Linked DNA regions of Mus musculus: all the other regions are linked to region 5. Evidence: chromatin contacts called from public HiChIP or PLAC-seq and promoter capture Hi-C data. All regions are on one chromosome and are shown on one strand. Each heading gives the region's core, a stretch centred on a gene start, on an enhancer-like site or on the middle of the called end of the contact. The rest is flanking DNA. Distances are from core to core; before and after follow the strand shown. Region 1 has its middle 100 kb from the start of Gm40624. Region 2 overlaps Lama4 (laminin, alpha 4). Region 3 has its middle 85 kb from the start of Gm40624. Region 4 has its middle 89 kb from the start of Gm22911. Region 5 holds the start of Marcks (myristoylated alanine rich protein kinase C substrate). Region 6 has its middle 65 kb from the start of Gm40624. Region 7 has its middle 54 kb from the start of Rfpl4b.

Region 1 (3,249 bases), core at 370-2,869, 1.3 Mb after region 5:
CACTCTTAATCATCAAATGACAAGACATGCCAGGCAGGTAGGGCTAGTCTGGCAAATAAGGAAAGGCCCATTAATAGTCCTCATACACAAAACAATGTGCCTATGAACTTGTGAGCTGTATTGTTTAAGCTTTAAATGTTTATAGTAAGCTGGTAGCAATTAACATTTTATAACGTACCCTGAGTATTCACAACTCATTTCAGGATGAAAAATCTGAATACACACACACACACACACACACACACACACACACACATGAATTTTCTTGTCACTGCTTTCAAATTCATCTGCTTGAACTCCAACTCTATCATACTTTCTATTTCAGAACATGTTAATATTATTATAGGTGATTTTTTATAACTTATGTTTGAGATCCATATTTTGGAGCCAATATATTACATTTAGCTACTGCTTCATGGGCACTGCTGTACGTTTTCTACAATTCTGCATATGCACTTCCCAATGTGGGAAATACTCACAGTTTGAATTTAATTCTTCACTGAAACCAAAAGCAAGTGGTGCCAAATTGAAATAGAAATAAACAATATATCTGACATCAGTAACACGTGTGAAAAAGCAAAGTAAAAAGTAAAATTATATACTTATCACGGTTAATAACAAACTTTACAATGGGGAAAGTAACAAGACCACTAATAAACATACCACTGCACAGTGTAACTGGGAAACAGATGTTTGCCCTGAGTACGTGCTGTGGCTAAATGAACTAATAATATGTATGTGCAAACACACTCAAGCTTGCTGCTGATTGCTTTTCCAGATTCTGCATAGACCATTTCTATAGCTGTCTTTGTGACTCAGAACATAAATATTAAACAATCCCAATGTATACTAGAATAGATTAGTGATGACTCTGACTGATATGGAAACACTAGGTAGGCAATTAATAGGATGTGCTAGTACATAAAACAATCACCAAACTTAGTATAGGCTACATTTGAAGCCATCTCTGACCATGTTGTGCAGATGTAATTTTTCTTTTCTTCCTAGTCTTTATTTGTTCTTTTTTTCAACATACTCTTGTCAGATGTTTGGGAATTCTTTAGGTCTGTTTGTTATACTGAAATTTTAGCTTGCACATGGGAAACCACAAATTAAATTATTATGCTATAATTCAATTTAGAAAACACAAAGCACTTGCCAGTACATTTTTCAGCCATTGTCCTTCAGACTGGTATGGTTTAGGAAGAAGTGTTGTTAGCAAGCTCCCTGGAAACATGTGTCCCTGTTGTTCCACTGCATCGGGGTCTCCACATCTGTACTCACTGAAACAGCCAACTAGAGACAGATGTCCCGAGTGCTAAGATTTGACAGACTTAACCCCGAAGGGCCTTTATTGAAGAATTTGCCTCTTATTTGGCAATCTCTCTATCAGAGAGTGATTTTTATTTCAAAATGCTGAAAATAAGAAAATGGAGGGGAGCTGTCAGTGTCCAAGAAATACATCAAGTAAACAAAGTATTTACTAAAATTGTACATTTCAACAGTTACTATGTTGGTCAGGATAATTGTTTGTTACATAAGCCTGGCGGGGAGGGGGAACTCACCACATTTCTGGAGTAAGTTCTAAAAAGATTATGAAGAGCTTAATCCCCAGCCTATAATCAAGAGGTTTGCTTAGTATTTTTCTCAGGAAAAACTGGAACCTGCATGTATTACAGATGTGCCTGTGGTTACAGGAATCTTGTTTGGGCAGCTATGTCTCAAAGGCAGAGGTAAATCAGACTCATTGTCTTGTTAAGATAGCGCAGGCTATCTTAACTCAAAAAAGACCAGAGCAGTTCTTCTCTGTTATCATCTTGGTACCTTTGCAGTCAATCTGTCTTACTCTGTTACTTATTGACTTTGCCATCTCATGACCAGTTTAAGCAGGTTGACAAAGTTTAGGGTGTCCGCATCCACCCTGACCAGCAGGAAAGATGCAACATCACGCTGTCCTTCTTCAAGCAGGTTTATTCAGGAACACAGCATTGCAATGCAGGAACGGGAATCTCTTGCACAACCCCAGGGCATGCCTTCCTACTGACTCCTCCCAATCACCCCAGTCATGTAATGGCAGTCCGTAGGTTCACAGCAAGTGATGACACCTCAGGCGAGCTGACAAGGCATGGCATCTGCGCAGTGCAAGCGGCTGGGATGTGGCTAAGTCTGAGATAATGAAGAAGTCAGGCGCAGGTCATAAGACCTGGCAGCCAGGTGCCATCTTCGGGTGGTGGCCGCACCTGGTTCCTCACATTAGGGAAATTCCTGGGATCTGTTACTACCTTGTATTCCACTGACAATAATTGAATGTCCTATACCCCAAACTGGAGAAAGGTAAACTTGAACCCCAATCTTTCCTTTCACATTTAAATTAGAAATGTTTTTGGCTTTAGTTTGAATTTTAACTATCTCTGTATACTTCTGTTTATACTTTTAAATGTTTCATACTTTAAAAGTACTTCATTAGCCAGACATATTGGCTAGCAACTCTAGTCACAGCACTCAAGAGACTGAGACTGGAGGATTGCTGAAATTCTGGGAGAATCACAATAATCCTAAACTACATAGTGAGCTTCAGATCAGCCTAGACTACTTACTCTAAGACTCCCAATAATTTATTAAAAAGTAAAAGTAGTTTGATATTAAAATTTCAAACAAGGCTAATTTTTGAGAATTGTTTTTCCTTTATGGGCATGAGTGTTTTGTGTGCATGTATGTCACCTGTGTGTTCTGTTGGCCAGGGAAGCCAGAAGAGTGTTCCAGGTGCCATAGAATTAAAGATACAGGTACTTGTGACCTGCCATGTGGTGCTTGGAACCAAACCCAGATCATCTGCAACAGCAGCAAATGCTCTTTATCACTGAGTTATCGTTCCAGCTCCTCAAACTAGGTTGTGGAAGATGATAATTCCGTCCAGTTTATAGCTTTAGTGTCATTTTATATACTTTATTCTGATTACATTTCTTACAAAAAGTGTTGCAAGGAGATGAAATGTGTAAATACCTTCAGCAATTAATGTCGCATACAAACTTACATTGATTATTTATAATTCAATATATTAATGTTTTATACAGTTAGTGTAAATGGAAAAGTGATTAAGTATTCATTAAATGGACACATATTTAACCAACCAATTTAGTGCTTTCATCTAATTCTCATTGATTGCTGCAGAGGTTAATATGAGTGTTCAGTGATTAATCCTTTACTGTAGTTAGTTCATCATGTGTGTACATATGTGCATGTGAATGT
Region 2 (3,160 bases), core at 609-3,108, 1.9 Mb after region 5:
TTTAAATAACAACGATGCAGGTCGATCCTAGATGACACCGTGTGGGAAGCCATAGAGCACAAGCTTGCAGCGGGGTCTAATAAGTCTGCATTGTGTGGAGCACTGCATAGCTGACGTGTAATAAGTGATGTGCCCCTTGGAGCTAATCTGCTATGATCATTCTGTTAGGGCAACTCACAGTTCTATTGCAACTTATGACCAGCTTAGGATAGCTTAGGAATTCTTCTTAAAATGTTATAAATTTACTTCCACACAAAAACTCAGAGGGGATTGGGAGTGTAACTCAGTGGTAAACCATATGCTTGGTTCAGTCCCCACCCTTGCCAGCTCCCCACCCTGGGGGGGGGGGGGGGGGAACTAGCAAAAAATGAAAAGCCAGATAAGATTGAATTTTGTTTTTATAAAGGCATTACAGAAAGCCATCAGTAGGTGAAAGCCTTTTAAATTCATGTAAATTTGTTTCCAATTCTTTCCCTGAATTATGCCTAGCATCCACTCCCCAGATACCTCTCTTTTGGAGTTTGGAGTCATTCTTGCCAGGGGTCAAAACTTAGGAGGCAAGCATTGCTCCTGGGCCTCCTCACTGTCCCGTTCTGGGGCTCTTCCCTCACAGCTGGCAGGGACCTCGCTGCTGTGGAGACTCTGTGAGGGAAGGAGAATGCTGAGCTCTGTGGCCTTTGTTTCCTTGTGAAATTTCCTGGGCCTTTTGGGACTGAGGCATCTGTTGCGTTAGGATAGCATCCTAAAGAGTTGGGAAAAGAATCCTAGGAAAGCGAGATTCAGTTTTGCTTCCAGTCCTATTTTTAACATCTCTTACCTGCATTGAACTGGTTAAAGGATGTTATCACAGACTCCATACCCTTCAGGATAAATATAATTAATCCCCATCGCAGGATTGCACACCAGTAGCCAGCATTTCTGGAAACCATGGAAACACCGTCTTGTTTTAGGCATGAGAAGATGGCTCCTTACTCTGTGTTTCTGTCTCCCATAGTGTGCAACTGTGGGGGCGGCCCGTGTGACAGTGTAACCGGAGAGTGCTTGGAAGAAGGATTTGAAGTCCCTACAGGCAAGAACTGCCCAACTATAAGGAAAAGTAGCAGAACCTTAATGACTAACCAATTTCTCTAATATGCTAACAGGTGTTGCAACCCATTTGTAGTTTTTTTTTTTTTTAAATCGAAAATGTGGAAGAAAAGAACTGATTCCCACAAGATACCCTCTGACATCCACACTCACATTTGCGCACACACACACACACATCACAATAAGTAGTAAATGTATGAGTGTGATATCACTTTCCCTGAAAGGGTTTCACTCCCACCCCTGGTTTAGCAGCTGGTATTTGCTCCAGGGTAACGGACCTTGTGCAAAGGTCCCTGGTGGCCTCCATCTCAGTCAGCAGTGAGGCAGTTTTTGCGGACCTCACTCTGAGACTTTAGACATCTTACTTACCTAGTCTTCACACTCAGCTCTCAGGACAGAGCCCTGTCTACGTTGGCTGACTGGTGCTACCCGGGCAGCTGTAGAAACTGAAAAGCCAGGAGACTTAAGCAGCTCTTCCCGACACACCCAAATGTGAAGACTGACCAGAAGTAAACTGACAAGGAGTTACAAAGTAGAGCTGCCTTCTCTTTTGCTTAAATTGCTCTGTCACTCAAGAGCAACGAAAATTTTTTGTCTCAAAGAGTATTTGAACATCATGCATCCCTTCCTCCAAGGAAAAGTATATCGGTCCCAAAAAAGTCCTTGTGGGTAGAAGATTATAAAACTGCCAGTTTATCATCTCTTAGAAGATGCCCGAGATGTGAGACACAGCAGGGAAAAGCCTGCAGTTATCAACTACAGCATCCTGGACTAGCTCCACTTAAAGGCGGCCAGATGCCTACATAGCCTTAAACATTTTTCTTCAGCAGCCTGAAGTGTAGTCTGGGGACTCATTTTCTAAGGGAGCTTAAAGGTAGTGCTATGTTAATAACAAATTAACAAATGAGCATGCATTAACCCTTTAGTGTCTGACAACTCTGCAGGAAATAGCAGAGCCTGTGGGAAGGAGTTTGGGAATCGGCAAGGTGCAGAGAGGCCAGGATGGGGCTCAAGGCTTGGTGTGTGTTCTTTTTAATTATGTCCATGGAGGGCAGCTGGGTTCCGGGTGGGGCTCACAGTGTGAAAGGTGAGGAGAGAGAAGCTGGGGCTTGTCTCTTGAGCCTGTCCAGGTTTAGTTTCAGCTTTAGCTCCTACCTCAGAGACCAAGTCATGACATTAGCCAACAAGTGTACCCTACAGTCCTGCTCTGAGGACTTGTTCATCTAGACACAGGGTCGTGGTGGGGGGCATGGAGAGGAGCCAGGCCCTCCCTGGGGGAGGCAAAGGCAGGTGCAGCATTCCTGGACTGACTGAGAGAAGCTGATGAGAAAAGAATGATGCTTGGCCCCCAGCCTGCTCTACCAGCTGCCACCAAGCAAAGACAGGAAGCTGACAGGATCAGAATCTGGGGGGTAAGGGGACCATGAATAATAGGAAAAGTGGTAAGGGCTTCTTCTCCACCTATCCTATAATAGTCCTTTCTGTTAACAATTAGTGTTCTTATTAACCTGCTGTCTCAATGTCTGGTTCTCATTATGTTAAGTGGGACTCCTGCCCGATGTATGGCTTGGTTTGGTAAAGACAGGTTCTATGTGGCCGTATCAATTTCTTGGGAAATAAAAATAAACATGGTACTAACCAAGGGGGTCTATATTAAAGCCATATGAATCCAGGCTGCCTTTTGGCTCTGCAGAAATGACATTCCTATTTCATCTCCAGGCTGTGATAAGTGCGTCTGGGACTTGACCGATGACCTGCGATTAGCAGCGCTCTCCATCGAAGAGAGCAAATCCGGGCTGCTGAGCGTGTCCTCTGGCGCTGCGGCGCATAGACACGTGACCGACATGAACTCTACCATCCACCTCCTCAGAGTATGTTGAATGTTGCTCTTTTTGTCTGCTCTTTTCACTGCAGTTCCACAGGCTCCCTCTTAGCAACCTCTAGGACCTGTTGGCATCTGAGTTCCATGGTTATATTATAGATTGTGTAGGTTCAACATAGATAATACCCAGTTACACAGAGAGTTAAGAAAAGTTCACGATAATCATGAGCTAATGCCTCAATCAAAAGCAGT
Region 3 (3,234 bases), core at 110-2,609, 1.3 Mb after region 5:
ATTCTTTCTTGTCTTGGATGTCCAAGCTTCTCTTCCAACCTTTCTTATAGGCAATGTGTTTTTGACAGGTGATGCATCCACACAATATAAAAGATATTCTCTTTACATGTATACAAACATACAGAGAGAGAGAGAGAGACAGAGAGAGACAGAGAGACATAGAGACAGAGAAACAGAGACAGAAACAGATGGAAGCAATATTCAGATATTATAATAGTTTGTTCCAAATACCTTAATCTTAGTTTATTATCAGTCCACTCTTTACACTATAACCTCAAGGAATTTCCTTGATAGTTCTAGAACTCTAGGTTTGCAATTCTAAATCGGTAGGGCTCCATTGATTTTTTTTTAAAGAAAGAAAACAGGCAAACTGCTTATGGAACTATTTTCATATACCTAAAAACATTAGACTGTAATGACAGAGACCTTGTCATATATGGTAGCACGGGCTAGTAATTGAAGCAAATGCAAGGCAGAATATATATGTGTGTGTGTGTGTGTGTGTGTGTGTGTGTGTGTGTGTGTGTGTGTGTGTGTATGGAGCTTGATCATAAGTAAAAACAAATTACATTACATCAGAAGTCAGGACAGCAAAAGTGGAAATTGAAGAAAATACCAACACTCATTTTTGGCCTCCCCTGTGTGCCCCAGTAATGCGAGTGTGTTTTATGTGTACTCTTTGTTTACTCCAACACCCATCCTTTCCAGAGACAGATATGTCTGTAAAAGTCCATGTAAGTGATGTAACTGGAATGGTGCTAACATGGCAAGGAGAAATGTTGACAATCATGTGAATATATTAATCATTGACTTCATCATGAAATTTCCAGTTAATATTTTATCCACAGATAAATGCACATGATATCTGGATACATTTCAAACATTGCAAACACAAGAGGGGAATGTTGAGGCCATTTGCTTTGGCAAAACAGCCATCCTGTAAATGCAAACTAGAATCTCTGGAAATGATTAACATGTATCCAAATAATTGATACATTTCAACAACAAAGCTTGGAGACAGATGACTCACAGTGAACCCTGCTGAAATGTTCTCATGGCCTGCAAAATGGCTCATCAGAAACACGGCTGGCATTAACCGTGGCATTCAGTAAGCATGTCTAGTTGAAGTTCTTAGTCTGAGTTTCTTGTTCTATATTTGTTCTCCAGGGAACTTAGTGCAGGTGAGAATGCTATATAAAAATCCCATACTTTCATGAGGATTGGACATTTTCAAGATAAAAGTAGCTAATTCAATTATACAGGAGCAGTTTGTTTGAGCTAGAGCAACTTTGCTGGAGTGCTTCAAGTAAGACCTTCCCTTCCTGTTGCCTCCCTGTGATAACCTCAACTGCTCTGTAAAGGGCATCTGAAATGAAACTTGCTGAGCTTTAGCCCTAGTGCTCACCTGGGGCAAACACAGTGCCTCAGCATTGATCCCAAGGCATCAGCACTGTTACACTATTGCTTTGCATCCCCAGTGGAAACATGAGAATGACCAAAAGAATAAAAAAGGAAGATGAAGCCAACATTGCTATCCTGGAAAGGCTTTTGACTGCACATAGCCCCAAGAAAATGTCACCCCTCCAAAAAAAGTGAAGAAGTCCAGTAGCTGCATCTTGATAATTAATATGTTTGCTTTGTTGGGTCTCAGACTGGTTTCATCATCAACAAAGTATTAGATTAAACATAGAACATGGAACTGTCCTTCCTTCCTTATGATCTGCACATAAAGGAGTAGGGTAAACACCTGCAAGGTGATTTTATTATTTCATTCTACAGTCTTCAGGGAAGGTGTTACTTTTTCGTGACTATCTCCATTCAGGATGAGCTGATCTAAATAATAGATTCCTTAGCTGCACAGTGTCCTACAAACAGAAGCAGTCATGACACTGGGGATATAAACAAAATGCCATATGTCTAGGAAGTTCTCATGAGATTCTAGAATGTTCCTTCCCGTCTTTATTGAAAGAGTAACCAAATTCTGGGGAAGATGACTGGCTAGTCAAGTTGTAGAAAGGGACTATGGGGAAGGGCAGAAGGAGGCCTGTAATTGGACGGGAAAAGGGAAGACAGAGTTAAGAGTTGCAGAGTCTGAAAATGTAGGAGAAAGGGGAAGGAGAATGGAGGCAGATGTGAACCAGCATGACTGCAACCAATCACAGGTAGTTATTATATCATAAGGTTAGAATAATTGAGATAAAGCTTTTATCATTATCAATCGGCTCTGAAATTATTGTATTGGCATATTGTAAATTGAGACTTTATTGATACACAAATCTGATTGGTTAACTATAAACTCTAAGAGTTTTAATTCTACCAGGTAATTGGGTGTTGTGATGGCTGACCGTGGAGTGTGTGGGGCATTGTGTGGTAGTGAGAGGAACTTTGGAGCTCCAGCCCCACCACTGGAGAGTTGGCGGGCAGAGACACCACTGAGTTGAGATCACCTGGCTGGAGCCCCATGGCCTGCTAGTGCTGGCACTAGTGCAAGAACTTATTTCTTTTAATATTTCCCTCAACAAGGAGGGGTCTCAGACAGGTAGAGCTGGTTGTACAGGGAGCTCTAGGGTTCCAGGCTTTATGAGCCTTCTTTCACTCTGGGGTGGACATTTTTGGTGATGTAGCTGCTTTTGAGTCATCCCTTGCTCCTAGTTAGTAACCCCACACCATAAATAACCAATAGAATTTATCAGTTAACCAAGTTGGACATGGGAATAATTGTTCTTTGGGTCTTCTGTGACTGTCCCTTCCAAGATGAGTAAAGCATATGTTGAGTCTTCCCAGGAAATGACTCTCACGCAACATTTAATGTATTTCTATTGCTGAATTCTTAAAGGATAATTTGAAGTAATTTCTATTGTCTTAAAAACAAACACACTAAGGTCTTCTTTACAGGTAGAATTATTATTCACATGTAAATAAGCATAGCATATCTTCACTTTATTACATCATCCATTACTATGATTTTGTTTTCAGTTTTAGACAATTTATTGCCAATTGTTTTCACTTAATTATCTTCTTAATTATTCTGCTTTTTAAATCATCATTATTAGCTTTTGAACTAAATCCTTTCATCTTAGTATCTCTAATTAAGGAATTTCTGCTTTTACATTTCAAATTGAAATTTAAAATTGATTGCAGTTTGTTTGCTCATATTCTAATATCCTTATTTATATATTTTGATTACTTTTTAGATTTGTGTATTAAAATAAATGGTTCCCTTTTTAATAAAGA
Region 4 (3,221 bases), core at 299-2,798, 1.6 Mb after region 5:
GAGGGACATTTGGGTTCTTTCCAGCTTCTGGCTATTATAAATAAGGCTGCTATGAACATAGTGGAGCATGTGTCCTTCTTACCGGTTGGAACATATTCTGGGTATATGCCCAGGAGAGGTATTCCTGGATCTTCCGGTAGTACTATGTCCATTTTCTGAGGAACCGCCAGACTGATTTCCAGAGTGGTTGTACAAGCTTGCAATCCCACCAACAATGGAGGAGTGTTCCTTTTTCTCCACATCCTCACCAGCATCTGCTGTCACCTGAATTTTTGATCTTAGCCATTCTGACTGGTGTGAGGTGGAATCTCAGGGTTGTTTTCATTAGCATTTCCCTGATGATTAAGGATGTTGAACACTTTTTCAGATGCTTCTCAGCCCTTCGGTTCCTATGTTGAGAATTCTTTGTTTAGTTCTGTACCCCATTTTTTTAAAGATTTATTTATTACTATATGTAAGTACACTGTAGCTGTCTTCAGACACTCCAGAAGAGGGAATCAGATCTCATTACAGATGGTTGTGAGCCACCATGTGGTTGCTGGGATTTGGACTCTGGACCTTCGGAAGAGCAGTCAGGTGCTCTTACCCACTGAGTCATCTCACCAGCCCTGTACCCCATTTTTTAATGAGGTCATTTGAATTTCTGAAGTCCAGCTTCTTGAGCTCTTTGTATATATACCCATGAAAGGAGTTACAGAGACAAACTTTGGAGCTGAGACGAAAGGATGGACCATCCAGAGACTGCCCCACCTGGAGGACCATCCCATAATCAACCACCAAATGCAGACACTATTGATTATACCAGGAAGATTTTGCTGAAAAGACCCTGATATAGCTGTCTCATGTGAGGCTATGCAGTGCCTGGCAAATACAGTCACCTATTGGATGGAACACAGCCCCCCCCCCCCTCACTGGAGGAGCTAGAGAAAGTACCCAAGGAGCTAAAGGGGTCTGCAACCCGATAGGTGGAACAACAATATGAACTAACCAGTACCCCCCAGAGCTTGTGTCTCTAGCTTCATATGTATCAGAAGATGGCCTAGTCGGCCATCATTGAGAAGAGAGGCCCCTTGGTCTTGCAAACTTTATATGCCCCAGTACAGGGGAACGCCAGAGCCAAGAAGTGGGAGTGGGTGGGTAGGGAAGCAGGGCGGTGGGGCGAGGATATAGGGGACTTTCAGGATAGCATTTGAAATGTAAATGAAAAAAATAACTAATAAAAATTGAAAAAAGAAATATGAATTTTTTAAAAAATGAAAGGAACTGGGGAAAGAGAGACTAGAACAATGGCTCCACAGTTAAGAGCACTTCACTACTCTAGCAGAGACCTATGCCCCACATAGTAGCCTGCAACTGTCCATAACTCTAGGGGGGCACATGGCACACAGACACACATATAGGCAAAACACTAATACATGCAAAGTAGAAATAAGTCAATCTCTTAAAAAGAAAACAGGGCATTGTTCTTCATCTGAGCACTGGTTTGGTTGTAGTTAACTTTATCCTTGGGAGGAGTATTGCTCTCTTATTCCTTGTACTTGTAGACCTTTGCTAATGCCAGTTGTTTATTTAATTAAGCATGCTTTAACTTCGGGGCTAATATTGGCTTCCCATTGTCTCAGCTAGTAGGTTTTCAATATTTTAAATTCTTGGTGAGGTTTGTTTTCTTTGGCATTTTTCCACTAAAATTAATCTTCCCTAGTGTTGTGTGTGCAGTTGTGGGGAAGGCCAAGACAAAACTCAGATCACTGCAGAGAGATATGCTGGCCCCCAGATGTGGCCTTGGGCCAAAGGACTCCAGGTGTTTCAAATTAAAATTGGAATGTACTATGTCCCTCGTGTGGCATTTGCAGTTGGAAATGAACTTTGGGCTAATGAAGTGAGAAATGGCTAGATGCAGCAATGCTAAAGGAGCAGTTTCTTCCACTAAAATAGCAAGACCTGGCTAAAGCCCCCCACACACTTTTATTACTTTTATTAGATATTCTCTTATTTACATTTCAGATGTTATCCCCTTTCCTAGTTTTCCCTCAAAAAAATCCCATGCCCCCCCCCCTTTCCCCTAATCCCCAACCCACCCACTCCCACTTCCTGGTCCTGGCATTCTCCTATACTGGGGCATAGAAACTTCAGAGGAACAAGGGCCTCTCCTCCCATTGATGACAGACTAGGCCATCCTCTGCTACATATGCAGCTAGAGACACGAGTCCTACCATGTGTTTTCTTTGATTGCTGGCTAAGTCCCAGGGAGCTCTGGGGGTACTGGTTACTTCATATTGTTGTTCTTCCTATGGGGCTGCAAAGCCCTTCAGCTCCTTGGGTAGGACAGGGTCCCCAGTGAAGGAGCTAAAGCCCCCTCGACATCATCCTTCTAAATAATCTAAGGATTGCTGGTTCCTAGGAAAGTGGTTTGTAGAATCACCGCTCAGCCCCTTCCTTAGTTCTTAGCTCACATAAACTAAAGATTGAGGATATACTAGGAAGTCCCCTGGTTTCTAAACATATCATTTTTGCCAGAAGCTCTTTGGACATACAAAGTGCATCTAAATAGTCTGTAATGATAACACATTGAGAAGGAGCACATTTTTTCCCTCTAGGGTGTTTTGATGCCTACTTGATGACTAAGAGAGCTGATACCCAAGAGGCTAATTAGAGGTTAATTAATGCCCTCTAAAGTTACATAATTAATCAATGATCACTTCTGGGAAAATGTTTGCTATCTCTAAGACTACACTTTTTCATATTCTTTTTCCATTGATCCTGTCTCAACTTTTTAACTTCTCTATTTTTTAATTCTAAACAACACTATGAGAGGTGTTGACTTTAAATCATGTATAGATTAATATTTTTATAGTATTTCTCTTGGTATGAACGGTTGTAAAAAGCTCTTGCCCCATGCAGCTAGCATGGGATAATGAAGTACTTAACCCAGCTCACAGGATTTCGAAAGTCACTTAATGGCTTCTCTGTGACAGACACTGCTGGGCAGGCTTATGCTCAGTCCTCACACTGCCCGTGTAATAGCTGCTGTTACTGGTCTGGTGTGTCAAATGGTACCACTGGTAAATGATGGTGCTGGAATTTGAGACCAAACCAGCCTGAAACCAAGTTCAAATATTAACTCTTCTAGAAATGCAGACTCTTTACAGTTAGTGAATTAAAGTGGATATCCATATCCTCTACCTATTCTTCATTTTCCATGTATTTTATAAAAGCTACTT
Region 5 (3,107 bases), core at 238-2,737:
CGGGTTTAAAGGCTCTTGACAGAGCACGTCTTGCCCCGGTAGGTTTAGAGCAGGCCTTTTTTTTTTTTTTTTTTTTTTTTTTTTTTTTTGGCTCTAGGAAAAGAGGCGTGGTGGGTGCTCGCTGTTTGGAAAGCAGCCACCCATGGCCGACCTCTTGAGCCCACCCAACCATGGCTCTCTGCCTGGGTCGCAGCAGCACTGAGGCAATCCTCGAGGGTGGCCAAGGTGCCACTCACACGAACAGTCCAGACCAAAACACCAGAACTGCTCCCTTCTTGGCAGGCAGGAAAGGGTCTTCAAAAACCCACTGAGAATTCCCACCACACCAGGATACCATTTGAAAAGTCATATGGGTGTGTAATTACACAGCTACCAAAGGGGGAGGGGAAGGGCCATCGCAAAGGCACTTGGAAAAGCTGCCTGTCCGGCTCTAACCAGCCACCTTTCCAAGAACCCGAGGCATACTGCCTCTGGATACAATAAGACAAGCCTTCTCAGCTTGCCTTTCTCCACCGCCATCCGCGTTGGCTCCCCCCTTCCTACACACACATACACACGCGCGCGCACACACACAACCACACCAGAAATCTCAAAGACGACCCAATCTCGACAATAAATACGTGAGCCACCCAAACACCACTGTGGCCCCAAATACAAATGCAACCTGGAGGGGCGTTGGGGGGGGGGTGCATCTAACTAGTCACGTTCAGCCAATCTCCAAACCACGCCATTTTAGACGATTTATCACTCTTCCTCCGGTCTACTCAAGAATTGGCCAGGATCCTTAGGAACCACTCCTTTGGGGTGGGGGTGGAGGGTACCCTTCCTATGAAAAATTGACAATTTAGGCTATCATTACCCATTCAACTTTCAGACTAGAATCTGGCTAGGCTCCCCTCCCTCGAATGCATCTCGGGCGCGACCAGAGGGAAGACGAGGCGTCCAGATTAGAGAAAGACACCCAAGAAATGCCAAGAACCACAGGTAGAATTTACCTGCCCATTTGCTTTGGAAGGCGACGAGGCCACAGCCGCCTCCCCGGGCCTCTCGGCGGTGGCTTCTCCCTTCGCTGCGGTCTTGGAGAACTGGGCACCCATGCTGGCTTCTTCAACAAAGAAACTCAACAGATCCAAGAGAGGAAACAAAGAGCCTTCGGTTGGTGTAACGACGGGGCGAGCAGCAGCAGCAGCAACAGCGGCGGCGGCACACACACCGGAGGGAGGGGGTGGGGGTGGCGAGGAGGACAGAAGAGACCCGATTAAATACTCCGGATAAAAAATTTTTAGTCGAAGAGATCAAAAAAGCAGCAGCGCAGGAAGGAGGGAAAAAGGTGGAAAAGTCGAGCACAAAAAAGGAGCCCAAGTGTAGTTTTTTTAAAAAAAGAAGTAATAAAAAAAAATCCCAGATTTGTAGCCGCACTGTAGACAAGAGGAAAATGGAGAAATCTCCCTGGTTGCTAATAAGATGCGGGGTCCAACGCCCAAGTGCACAGATGAATGGGCTCGCGGGCGCTGACGCGGCCCCCGCGCGCGCTGGCCAATCCGCGCGCCGCACACAAAGCAGGGGGCGGGGCCTGCGCTCCGGGCGAACAATGGAGCCGCGCTTTGCAAACGGTTTGAAAATCAGCCTCAGACCAAGAATTAATGTCTTCCAAATAAATAAATCAATTAAAAAATACGTGCTTCTCGTCTCCCTCGGCCTGAAAATAATAATGCATGTCTTGATTGGCTTGCTTTGTTTGGAATTAATTAACGCGGGAGGGGGTACTTATGGATGGGGGCGGAGAAAGCTTTAACTTGACTCGCATTGACTCTTGCCGGTCTATATCCGCGTCTGTCTCTAGCCATTCTCTCCCCTCCCCCATCTTTCCCGTGTGTTTACGTGTATAAGTGTGTATACGAGTGTTAAAGACAATGGGTAGGATTTGTGTGCTAGCAGCATTTTTTCCCTCCGCACTCCATAAGGGTTTCACAGATAGTGCGCAAGGATTTTTTTTTTTGGGGGGGGGTGTTTCTTTTTTTAAAAAAACTGCTGCAATTGTTAAATCGTCCCACACTGAAAGGTATTTAAACCACGAAGATCGAATTTCATCTAGCAAGATCTCCAGTTGGAATTAGGTCTGTAGGCCAGATGTGGGAAACGCAAAAACAGCAAACAGCCTAAGCCATGCTCGTTCCTTTCTCTCCTAGAGGCGTGAAATAAAATATTTTGAAATTGGTCCTTGGAGCACCTCAAATCGCGTCTCTCCAACTATTCCAATTACCGATCACTTTTCCACAAAACATTGTGAGGACCATTTTCAGAAGATCGAAACTTGCTAGCATGTTATCACTGTAAGAAACGACATCATTAATTTTCCTCTGTGGTAAAACTAGACCGAGCCTTGAGTGTACGAATCCATATTTACAGTTGGGAGGCAGCTACTCTCGTCGACACGGGTTGTTTTCCTAGCCTGCTGCCAACATCGGAGGGACTCTCATTTTGAACTTGTCTGTGCACAGCATCAAGTGTGCTCCTGGAAGAGAGGCAACAGCGAGGAAATCCTAAAAGACCGAGTCCTAGTCTCAGAAGAAATCGCCTGCAAGGTTGAGAGACAGAAAGAAAATCCCTGGAGACTCCACGTCTAACCCAGGCTAAAGGCAAAGCTCTACAGCGGTGTGTAGGATATCTCTCTCGTTCGCTACAGCCCTTGCCACCGAAGTACCAGACGCTTTTAGTGTGTGAAAGACCAGGCGTTGATTTAATGTATCTGGAAGGGAGAGGGGATAGAGGATGCAACTTAATAAATATTCCTCTAGTCTCGCTCATGAAAACATCCAAAACATCTTTCGGCGTTTGCATTTAATGACTGCAACGTGAACGATGGAGGCGAGAAGCAGTCGAGGGAATGGCTCGTTTCTCTTAGTGTTGGCTCGGAATTGTCAAACAGTTACTTTCTGTTCATTGTAGGGAAATAGGTCACACTTTGAGTGAAAAGGACAGTTGGTTCAAGCCAATAACCCTTTGTTCAAGTGCTGTTTGACAGTCCCTGAGCAGAACATCGTTGCGTGAAGTTTCATCTCCTGTCCAGTACCTTTAGATACATTATTAAATCCCAAAGTCATATT
Region 6 (3,503 bases), core at 266-2,765, 1.3 Mb after region 5:
TTATTTATTGTGAGGGATTTTTTTATTGAACAATTTCCAAAATACATGAGTCAACAAAATGTAACTCATAAAAATTTGATATCCATGGGAAGTCAGTCCTTTCCTGAAGAGAAACAGAGGAGGAAATATATATATATATATATATTTGTGTGTGTTATATGTGTATATATAAATATTTATATATTTGGTCACCAGCTCTGCTCACTATCACTATCACTATCACTATCACTATCACTATCACTATCACTATCACAATGGGCAAAACTGAAGTCCTGGCGACTATTTGGTTTGAAGTAGAAATTATCTACAACCCCTATATCTTGAAATCTGTCAGTGTGTCAACTTAAGGGTATTAACCTATATGTTACTCTTTTAGTTTTCTAGGGTTTTGAGCGTGCTCCCTTTCTAACAAATAATCTTCCAAGTTCCTTGAAGACAGTCTTCTTTAAGAGCTCCTATTGAATACTTTCACTTATTTAACAAGTATACATTTATTTTATCTCCCTGGATATGGATTGATTTGGTCAGACCATTTCTAGTTCACCAAGCCTTAGAGAAGAGCATTCATTTGCTATAAAGTTCTTCCAGCTTGAACCATGAACAGAGAGCACAGCTTGCTCTCTGCTGCCCTGTGGTTCACACACCACAATGCTGCTGCTGGTGTCCCTGTCTCAAGGTGTTTTTCTTAAAGGACTGTTGCATATTGTGCCTTAGAAGAAGATGTCTTAGAAGCTTTAAAATCTAGTGTATTTCTAAGTGATAACCCTTGAAGCCAAGCAATTAATCTCTGACACTGCTCAGTCTCCATGCTCTGCTCTCTCAGTCATATTCCAAAGGCTTTAATAAGCCATAAAGCAAAAGTACTGAGGTAAGAGTATCTTCACTACTTGGTAGAAAGCACCTTATATCTATTTTAAAAATTTACTATGAAATTTTAGCTCATTAGACAGAGAACACAGATTAAGTTGGGAAATAGAACCTCATACAAGTTTATTGGGACACAGTTATTCCCATTCATTTGTGTGCAAACTACACTTGTTTGTTTTTGTTTTGTTTTGGTTTGGTTTTTGTTTTGTTTTGTTTCAACTAAAATACTGAGTCATCATGGGAGGTCGGTAGTCACAGAACCACAAATGATCAGCTCCAAGCTCTAGCTGAGCAACTCATACAGGTAATGTGGTTTTTACCTGCCTGTGCTTCTGTGTCCTTGGGTCAAATTTCCAAGATCTTCATTTTCTCTTGCTTGAGTCATGGCACTCTTTCCTTGAATGCCTGAAACCATAGCTGAAAGACACACAGAGATATTCAACCCCTCTGGCTGCAATTGTCTTCACTGACATGTGAATTTTGCCCTAATTGGCAGTTAGGGCAGAAAAGCACCTTACTTCAGAGTGGTCTTAATTGGTTGGAAACTGGTTTGCAGTTTCTTACTAAGGTTGCTCTATTTCCAGACTCTTTTAGTGTAGCTTTCCAGTATTTTGCTTGGTTGCTAGGACATTTATCAACACAATTTTGGGTTCTAGTCAGCCAATTTTGTCTTCTCGAGCTGTGAAGTTTCTGGCAATGCCTCTAGGCTTCTCTATCTTCAGCTGCTCCTTTTACATTAACTGCTGCTTTAAAGTTGCCACAGTAAAGATGGAGCTTGGTGTTGGGTGTCTCCTGTGAGCATTCCATTCCAAAGTGCTTTTTTCCATCAGGTCCTAGCCTACCTTAGCTTTCTAACAAAACAGCCACAAGTCTCAATAGATAAATTCTGATTATTTTTTAAAAAGTTGTTTTACTCCATTGCCATGGGTTGGAAACCTATTATGTCTCTGGCCACAAGAGATGGGAAGACAATCAGCTAGTTTCTTCTCTCTCTCTCTCTCTCTCTCTCTCTCTCTCTCTCTCTCTCTCTCTCTCTCTCTCTCTCTCTCCCTCCCTCCCTCCCTCCCTTCCTCCCTCTCTCTCTCTGTGCTCTGTGTTTGTTGCCTATGGGCAACATCTGCTCTGGAAGGAATCCATCTCACACAGTTTGTTGATTTGTTTCAGTTGGTAAGCAGTCCCTGTTGCACTGAATTTGTTTGTTTTGGCTGTCTGCCCCACTGCCTGCCTTTACCTTGCCAAATGAGGGGTATTATATAGTATTCTTCTGAGATTTCTCCATGATACCCTCCATCACTCTTTTTCACATTCTGCAGAATGTGTATCCATTAGTTGTAAATGCATCTACAACAGACTATACATTCAATACTGTTAAGAAATCCCTCAGAGCACATAGTATGCCTATACCATCTTCTCTTATTTTCATTGTTGGTTTGGCTTTCCCTTGGGGACTAATGTAGCTTTCTCCTTAATGGTATAAATATCTGTGCTCAAATGTCATTATCTACCCTAGTTCTCTCTGTTTATGTCATTTAAAATAGACACAGAAACCCAGTGTTCTATCTTCTTTATTAAAACATTTATCATTTCTGACATATTATACATTTTATTTATAGCTTTATTTTCCTGTCTTTTTTCCTACCTCAACTGCTGTATCACTAGTGCTTAGAATGTTGGGCACATGGTAGATGTTAATAGAATATACTGAATAAAAGAAGGATAATAACTTAAAAAGTAGTCCCTCATATTTCAAACTACTAAAAACAAAAATATAATGAGGACAAAAATATAACATTTTCAAAATGTATTGACTTTCATTGCCTGGTATTCAGTATCTTAAAAAATGTTATTTTAGGATTCTGTGATCAACTAGAGCTTATGTGGGCCTCCAGAAGTCCAAGTAGGCTGTCCACCTGTGGATGTTCCCCAACTCTTGCCATGGTCTGTGAGATGGTTAACCATACCAGGAATCTTATTGGGTAGAGTGAGTCTGAGACCCTGGAAATTTGTGGGTACACACAAGAGATAGCAGACACATCCCTGCCAAATTCCTGGCTTAGAACATGGGCCACACTTTCCACATGAGGAAACGTAACCTGTGATCATGCAGGACCAGAACAGAATTCTCCATGCTGATGAGGTATGTAGAGGCACTAAGTATTTAGACAATAAGCTCCCTTCCCAGGCATTCCTTCTTGCAAAAGGTATTTAACCTCAGGTCCACCCTGAGAAGTAGGTATGTATCCATTTTCCACGATGAGCAACCAACAAACAGTTTGGAACCAGGGGCTGTCTCTTTTATATAGAACCACCATGGGGAGCATAGAGCAGGCCTTTGCATACAGAGCTGCTGCTTAAATCTTCTATAGAAGACCCATCTGCACCCGAGACAACTGTTGCCTTCACCAATGAGTTAAGCTGGAGCTTCCAGGCCTGGGTAGACGCAGTTCTCAGTCCACTGGCCCCCAATGGTCCCGGCCTCCTTGCATGTCCATGGACCTTCAACACTCCATTACCGACGTCTCTGTGTGGTTTTCTAGCAGTGATTAGACGCCCTGAAGTAAGTGAATACCAGCTTCGCGTTTCCCATATCTCACACTGCTGTAGGATAAGTAAAGTCAAATACCCCACATTCCTCC
Region 7 (3,068 bases), core at 257-2,756, 1.7 Mb after region 5:
ATGATCCACTTAGTCTTCATAAAGGAATTCCAGACCCATGTGTTCAGGGTGGGAAAAACATTCTATGTCATTGCCATAATAATGGTAATGAACTAGTTTGAAAGCTTTAAAGAAGTTCTTCACATTATTTCCTCTTAGCCCTGTGTCAAATGACATAGAAAGACACCATTATCTCCATTTTACAGAAGAGAGACATGAGTTATCTATGGTGCACCATAGTATGGAATATGCTATGGTTTTATCATCAGAAACATATAGTCTTGTGAGTGAGGCAAAAGGTAGTGAAGGAGCAATCAAGGGTACTCAAGAGAATGCATACCAATTAAATACAAATCAAGTCAGTGCAAATTAAAAACAACAAAATACAATGCTTGATACTATTAATGATGAATGCTGGACATGTAACTCTCAATGTTGACTAGATTGTTAAATAAATTATGTAGACACTAGTGATTAAATTGGAGTTAACTTTGTATAAAGAGAGAGAAAGCACACATATCAGACAAGGAGCATATTTAAAAAGCCCTGCAATAGAGCTGTAAACTAGATATGGAAAGAAGAGAGGGCAAAGAGTAGGCTGGACTGGTGGGAATAAGCCTTGTTAAGATTTGGCCATTGGGTTGGAGGGTTCAAGGCAGAGTTCGAAGGTGCTCCCTGAATTTGTGAGCCCTGGGAGAAGCATTACAAGAACAGGAATGTGATTTTAAAAATCATCTTTAGGAAGACTGAAATGATGAGAACACACTAAGCACATACTAGGGCTATAACAGAGTTGAACAGTTATTATTATAACAGGGTTTAAAATGCTGGTGCATTCTTCCAGAGACGAGGAGCTATCAATCTATACAGTGGTCATGAGGATTGAAAAGACAGAAAGTAAAAGGACTAAATTCAGAATCAGAGATGCTTCAAAGGCTCTCTCCAAGGGTGAGAGCCCCAGGAGGGGATGCTCTGCTGACTCTAGAAAGGGGAGCTAGGCAAAAATATAACTTAGGAATGAAAACTGCTGTGCAGCTGTGGACAGCAGAGTGGAAGCTAGATGAGATACATATGTTTTCACGTATTTACACTTATAATTGCTCATGTACAAGGCCTAATAAACACAGTTCCCTGCCCCTCCTCAAGGTCCCAGAGCTGAACCAGCTTACAAAAAAAAAAAAAAAAAAAAAAAAAGTCATTACTTTTAAACCTTGTGACTGGGATTGTTAGAGCAGATGAGCCCTCCATTGTAACAAATGTAAATTAAAAATTTCGATGTGTGAGGAATAAGATTTGAGGAGTATTTGCAGTCACCGGATTGGAAAGGCTAACAAAAGTAGTTAAAGAGCAAGAGAGCCCTAGCTTCCTCTGAAAACTGCACCATTCCCTTCTCAAGCATCATGTGTTAAAAACTCACATTTACGGTCAAAGGTGAGAATGGCAAAATTAATCCAGAAAGCAGAGTTACTCTGCTGAGGAGACCCATTTGAAAGTGAAATAGAGGTCAAAACCCCACTCTGACATAGAAATTGGAAACTGCCAGATGTTCCAACACTCTAGTACAATTCAAAAGGGCAGGAGTGGAGGATTATTAACCATTACAGCTGGCAACGTAGAATTTATGTTTTCTTTGTTATGTGAAATGTACAGTCATAACAGAAAACATTAAAAATATGGGCAGGTTCAAAGAACGTGTCAGAAAACAATATAAATCAAATCTAGGTGCAATGAATAGAACTGCCAGCAGAGGGCCCACTTCAACGCCTGGCAAATTCTCAAGGCAGACAAACTCCAAAGGGAAAAGACTTTGATTGCCTGGAAACTTCTGATTCCAATCGAAAATGTTCATGCCCAGAAATAGCACAATTGACCTTTCTTTTTTATAACTGAGTTACAAAAGCAATATTTAGACTTTCAGGTCTTAAGGCTTTCTTTAAAGTTTTTCTCACCATGCTTTCTGCTTAATGAGAAATTTTATATGACAGTCTCAATGTCATATTTCGGGATAATGTAGACATAGAATACCTGAGGGTGGAAGAGTGACTTTCACAGCCTCTCTACAGTACTTCAGACTATCTTGCTGATAACACAAACAGCCACTCTATAAAACTGGCTTTTGGCGGGGTTGGTTTGGTTTTTTTGCCGCATAATCCCTAGGTGGAAATGTGCAATTTACAAACACAGGAAGGGTGACTCTGTAGCAAGGAATCTTTAACAACCCAAGGCCTCAGGAAATGCACATCTGTTAAACACCATGTTTGAATGTCTGATCAAAATCTCCTTTGCATTTTTAAAAGACATCCGTAGATCATCTTGCATCATTTTAAGTCAGAATGTCTCTATTTCGCGTGACATTCTCAGTCAGCTACTTTTAAATAATTGTGAAAAATATAGGTGCCAACAAGACTTGTCTTGACATGTATTTACATCTGCGGACTGTCCTTGGAGAAAACTGTGATTTTTCAAAGTTAGGTAAGGTAGTTGACTTTTTTACTTAGATGTCCATTTCTTGCCTTGTCTTTGGATTGGAGGTAATATGGTTATCTATATCAAACGCCAAAAAGCTTTAGCCCACAAAGCCCAAATCTAGCCTACTGCCTAATTTTGTATGAACTACAAGGTAAGAATAGGCTGTATATTTTAAAATGGTCTTTAAAAGTCAAAATAGATGTAGTTTTCATGACATGAAAGTTATATATGAAACTGCTCACTGACCACTGTTTGATCTTTCATCAAAAGTTGTGGAATTTGTTTGCTTTCTGCTATACAAGCATTTACCTGGTAAGCTCAATTTTGCTTCAAGTCTTATGAAACCTAAAACACTATATTTACTCTCTAGTTCTGTATGGGAAAAGCTTGCCAAATTCTGAACTATGTCCTCCTTAACGCTCCTTGTGTTCTTCTTAATAATAAACCATGTTGCCCTGGAAGCACTGGAAGCAAAGAACTTGCAGACCTAGTTTCTCCAGGTAATCAGTGTTTGGAATTGCCTGAGTAGCAACAAGAAAACTGCTGTTTGCATCCTAGACTCAGAGTTCAACTTCTCTGGCCTGTGGTCTAACCAGAACCTCAATATTCTTGAAGATCCC

What was found. Promoter capture Hi-C pulls out the DNA fragments that hold promoters and counts their contacts. HiChIP or PLAC-seq counts read pairs in DNA pulled down with a chosen protein or histone mark.
Region 1: an H3K4me3 HiChIP or PLAC-seq map of embryonic limb bud shows a contact between it and region 5, with 8 times the contacts expected there. The contact joins the enhancer-like site here to the promoter of Marcks in region 5. A contact is called at or near these places in 9 of 39 promoter capture datasets (the 3T3-L1 cell line, the C10 cell line, cranial neural crest and 6 more), 1 of 484 Hi-C or Micro-C datasets (cerebral cortex) and 9 of 115 datasets of contacts at active chromatin or transcription factors (astrocytes, cardiomyocytes, craniofacial prominence and 5 more).
Region 2: a promoter capture Hi-C map of second pharyngeal arch cranial neural crest shows a contact between it and region 5. The contact joins the enhancer-like site here to the promoter of Marcks in region 5. A contact is called at or near these places in 10 of 39 promoter capture datasets (the 3T3-L1 cell line, 3T3-L1-derived adipocytes, the SN4741 cell line and 6 more), 1 of 15 datasets of contacts at CTCF or cohesin (large pre-B cells), 5 of 484 Hi-C or Micro-C datasets (CD4 T cells, adipose-derived mesenchymal stem cells, cortical neurons and 2 more) and 14 of 115 datasets of contacts at active chromatin or transcription factors (the NIH/3T3 cell line, T-cell acute lymphoblastic leukemia, VIP interneurons and 10 more).
Region 3: a contact with region 5 is called in a promoter capture Hi-C map of liver, with 9 times the contacts expected there. The contact joins the enhancer-like site here to the promoter of Marcks in region 5. A contact is called at or near these places in 10 of 39 promoter capture datasets (the 3T3-L1 cell line, the C10 cell line, cranial neural crest and 5 more), 1 of 484 Hi-C or Micro-C datasets (cerebral cortex) and 11 of 115 datasets of contacts at active chromatin or transcription factors (the NIH/3T3 cell line, astrocytes, cardiomyocytes and 8 more).
Region 4: a contact with region 5 is called in a promoter capture Hi-C map of second pharyngeal arch cranial neural crest, with 8 times the contacts expected there. The contact joins the enhancer-like site here to the promoter of Marcks in region 5. A contact is called at or near these places in 9 of 39 promoter capture datasets (the 3T3-L1 cell line, 3T3-L1-derived adipocytes, cranial neural crest and 4 more) and 6 of 115 datasets of contacts at active chromatin or transcription factors (T-cell acute lymphoblastic leukemia, astrocytes, embryonic forebrain and 3 more).
Region 6: a contact with region 5 is called in a promoter capture Hi-C map of 3T3-L1-derived adipocytes, with 8 times the contacts expected there. The contact joins the enhancer-like site here to the promoter of Marcks in region 5. A contact is called at or near these places in 6 of 39 promoter capture datasets (the 3T3-L1 cell line, 3T3-L1-derived adipocytes, cranial neural crest and 2 more), 1 of 484 Hi-C or Micro-C datasets (embryonic fibroblasts) and 7 of 115 datasets of contacts at active chromatin or transcription factors (craniofacial prominence, differentiating embryonic stem cells, embryonic forebrain and 3 more).
Region 7: a promoter capture Hi-C map of second pharyngeal arch cranial neural crest shows a contact between it and region 5, with 21 times the contacts expected there. The contact joins the enhancer-like site here to the promoter of Marcks in region 5. A contact is called at or near these places in 8 of 39 promoter capture datasets (cranial neural crest, embryonic stem cells, frontonasal cranial neural crest and 5 more), 3 of 484 Hi-C or Micro-C datasets (CD4 T cells, CD8 T cells and pro-B cells), 14 of 115 datasets of contacts at active chromatin or transcription factors (the NIH/3T3 cell line, SST interneurons, T-cell acute lymphoblastic leukemia and 10 more) and 1 of 9 other capture datasets (adipose tissue).

Annotation. Positions count from the first base shown.
Region 1 is chr10:38,457,917-38,461,165 of GRCm38.p6, forward strand. No RefSeq gene overlaps it. Among named protein-coding and RNA genes, the nearest start is that of Gm40624, 100 kb to the left of the region's middle. Within about 2 kb of position 1,620, at least 13 of the 459 cell types and tissues checked have an H3K27ac peak or open chromatin away from gene starts, as enhancers often do. A contact at or near this core is called in craniofacial prominence and embryonic limb bud, where this site is marked.
Region 2 is chr10:39,027,628-39,030,787 of GRCm38.p6, forward strand. It overlaps Lama4 (laminin, alpha 4), which reads left to right. Exons shown (of 38, transcript NM_010681.4): 6 at 995-1,069; 7 at 2,806-2,957. Among named protein-coding and RNA genes, the nearest start is that of Lama4, 64 kb to the left of the region's middle. Within about 2 kb of position 1,859, at least 11 of the 459 cell types and tissues checked have an H3K27ac peak or open chromatin away from gene starts, as enhancers often do. A contact at or near this core is called in cortical neurons, neural progenitor cells, pro-B cells and 2 more, where this site is marked.
Region 3 is chr10:38,438,517-38,441,750 of GRCm38.p6, forward strand. No RefSeq gene overlaps it. Among named protein-coding and RNA genes, the nearest start is that of Gm40624, 85 kb to the left of the region's middle. Within about 2 kb of position 1,360, at least 3 of the 459 cell types and tissues checked have an H3K27ac peak or open chromatin away from gene starts, as enhancers often do. A contact at or near this core is called in liver, where this site is marked.
Region 4 is chr10:38,702,828-38,706,048 of GRCm38.p6, forward strand. No RefSeq gene overlaps it. Among named protein-coding and RNA genes, the nearest start is that of Gm22911, 89 kb to the left of the region's middle. Within about 2 kb of position 1,549, at least 10 of the 459 cell types and tissues checked have an H3K27ac peak or open chromatin away from gene starts, as enhancers often do. A contact at or near this core is called in embryonic limb bud and second pharyngeal arch cranial neural crest, where this site is marked.
Region 5 is chr10:37,137,439-37,140,545 of GRCm38.p6, forward strand. It overlaps Marcks (myristoylated alanine rich protein kinase C substrate), which reads right to left and starts at 1,488. Exons shown (of 2, transcript NM_008538.2): 1 at 996-1,488. The coding sequence starts at 1,097. 5930403N24Rik (RIKEN cDNA 5930403N24 gene) reads left to right here and starts at 2,094. Exons shown (of 3, transcript NR_166104.1): 1 at 2,094-3,107.
Region 6 is chr10:38,417,931-38,421,433 of GRCm38.p6, forward strand. No RefSeq gene overlaps it. Among named protein-coding and RNA genes, the nearest start is that of Gm40624, 65 kb to the left of the region's middle. Within about 2 kb of position 1,516, at least 1 of the 459 cell types and tissues checked has an H3K27ac peak or open chromatin away from gene starts, as enhancers often do. A contact at or near this core is called in 3T3-L1-derived adipocytes, where this site is marked.
Region 7 is chr10:38,874,340-38,877,407 of GRCm38.p6, forward strand. No RefSeq gene overlaps it. Among named protein-coding and RNA genes, the nearest start is that of Rfpl4b, 54 kb to the left of the region's middle. Within about 2 kb of position 1,507, at least 7 of the 459 cell types and tissues checked have an H3K27ac peak or open chromatin away from gene starts, as enhancers often do. A contact at or near this core is called in second pharyngeal arch cranial neural crest, where this site is marked.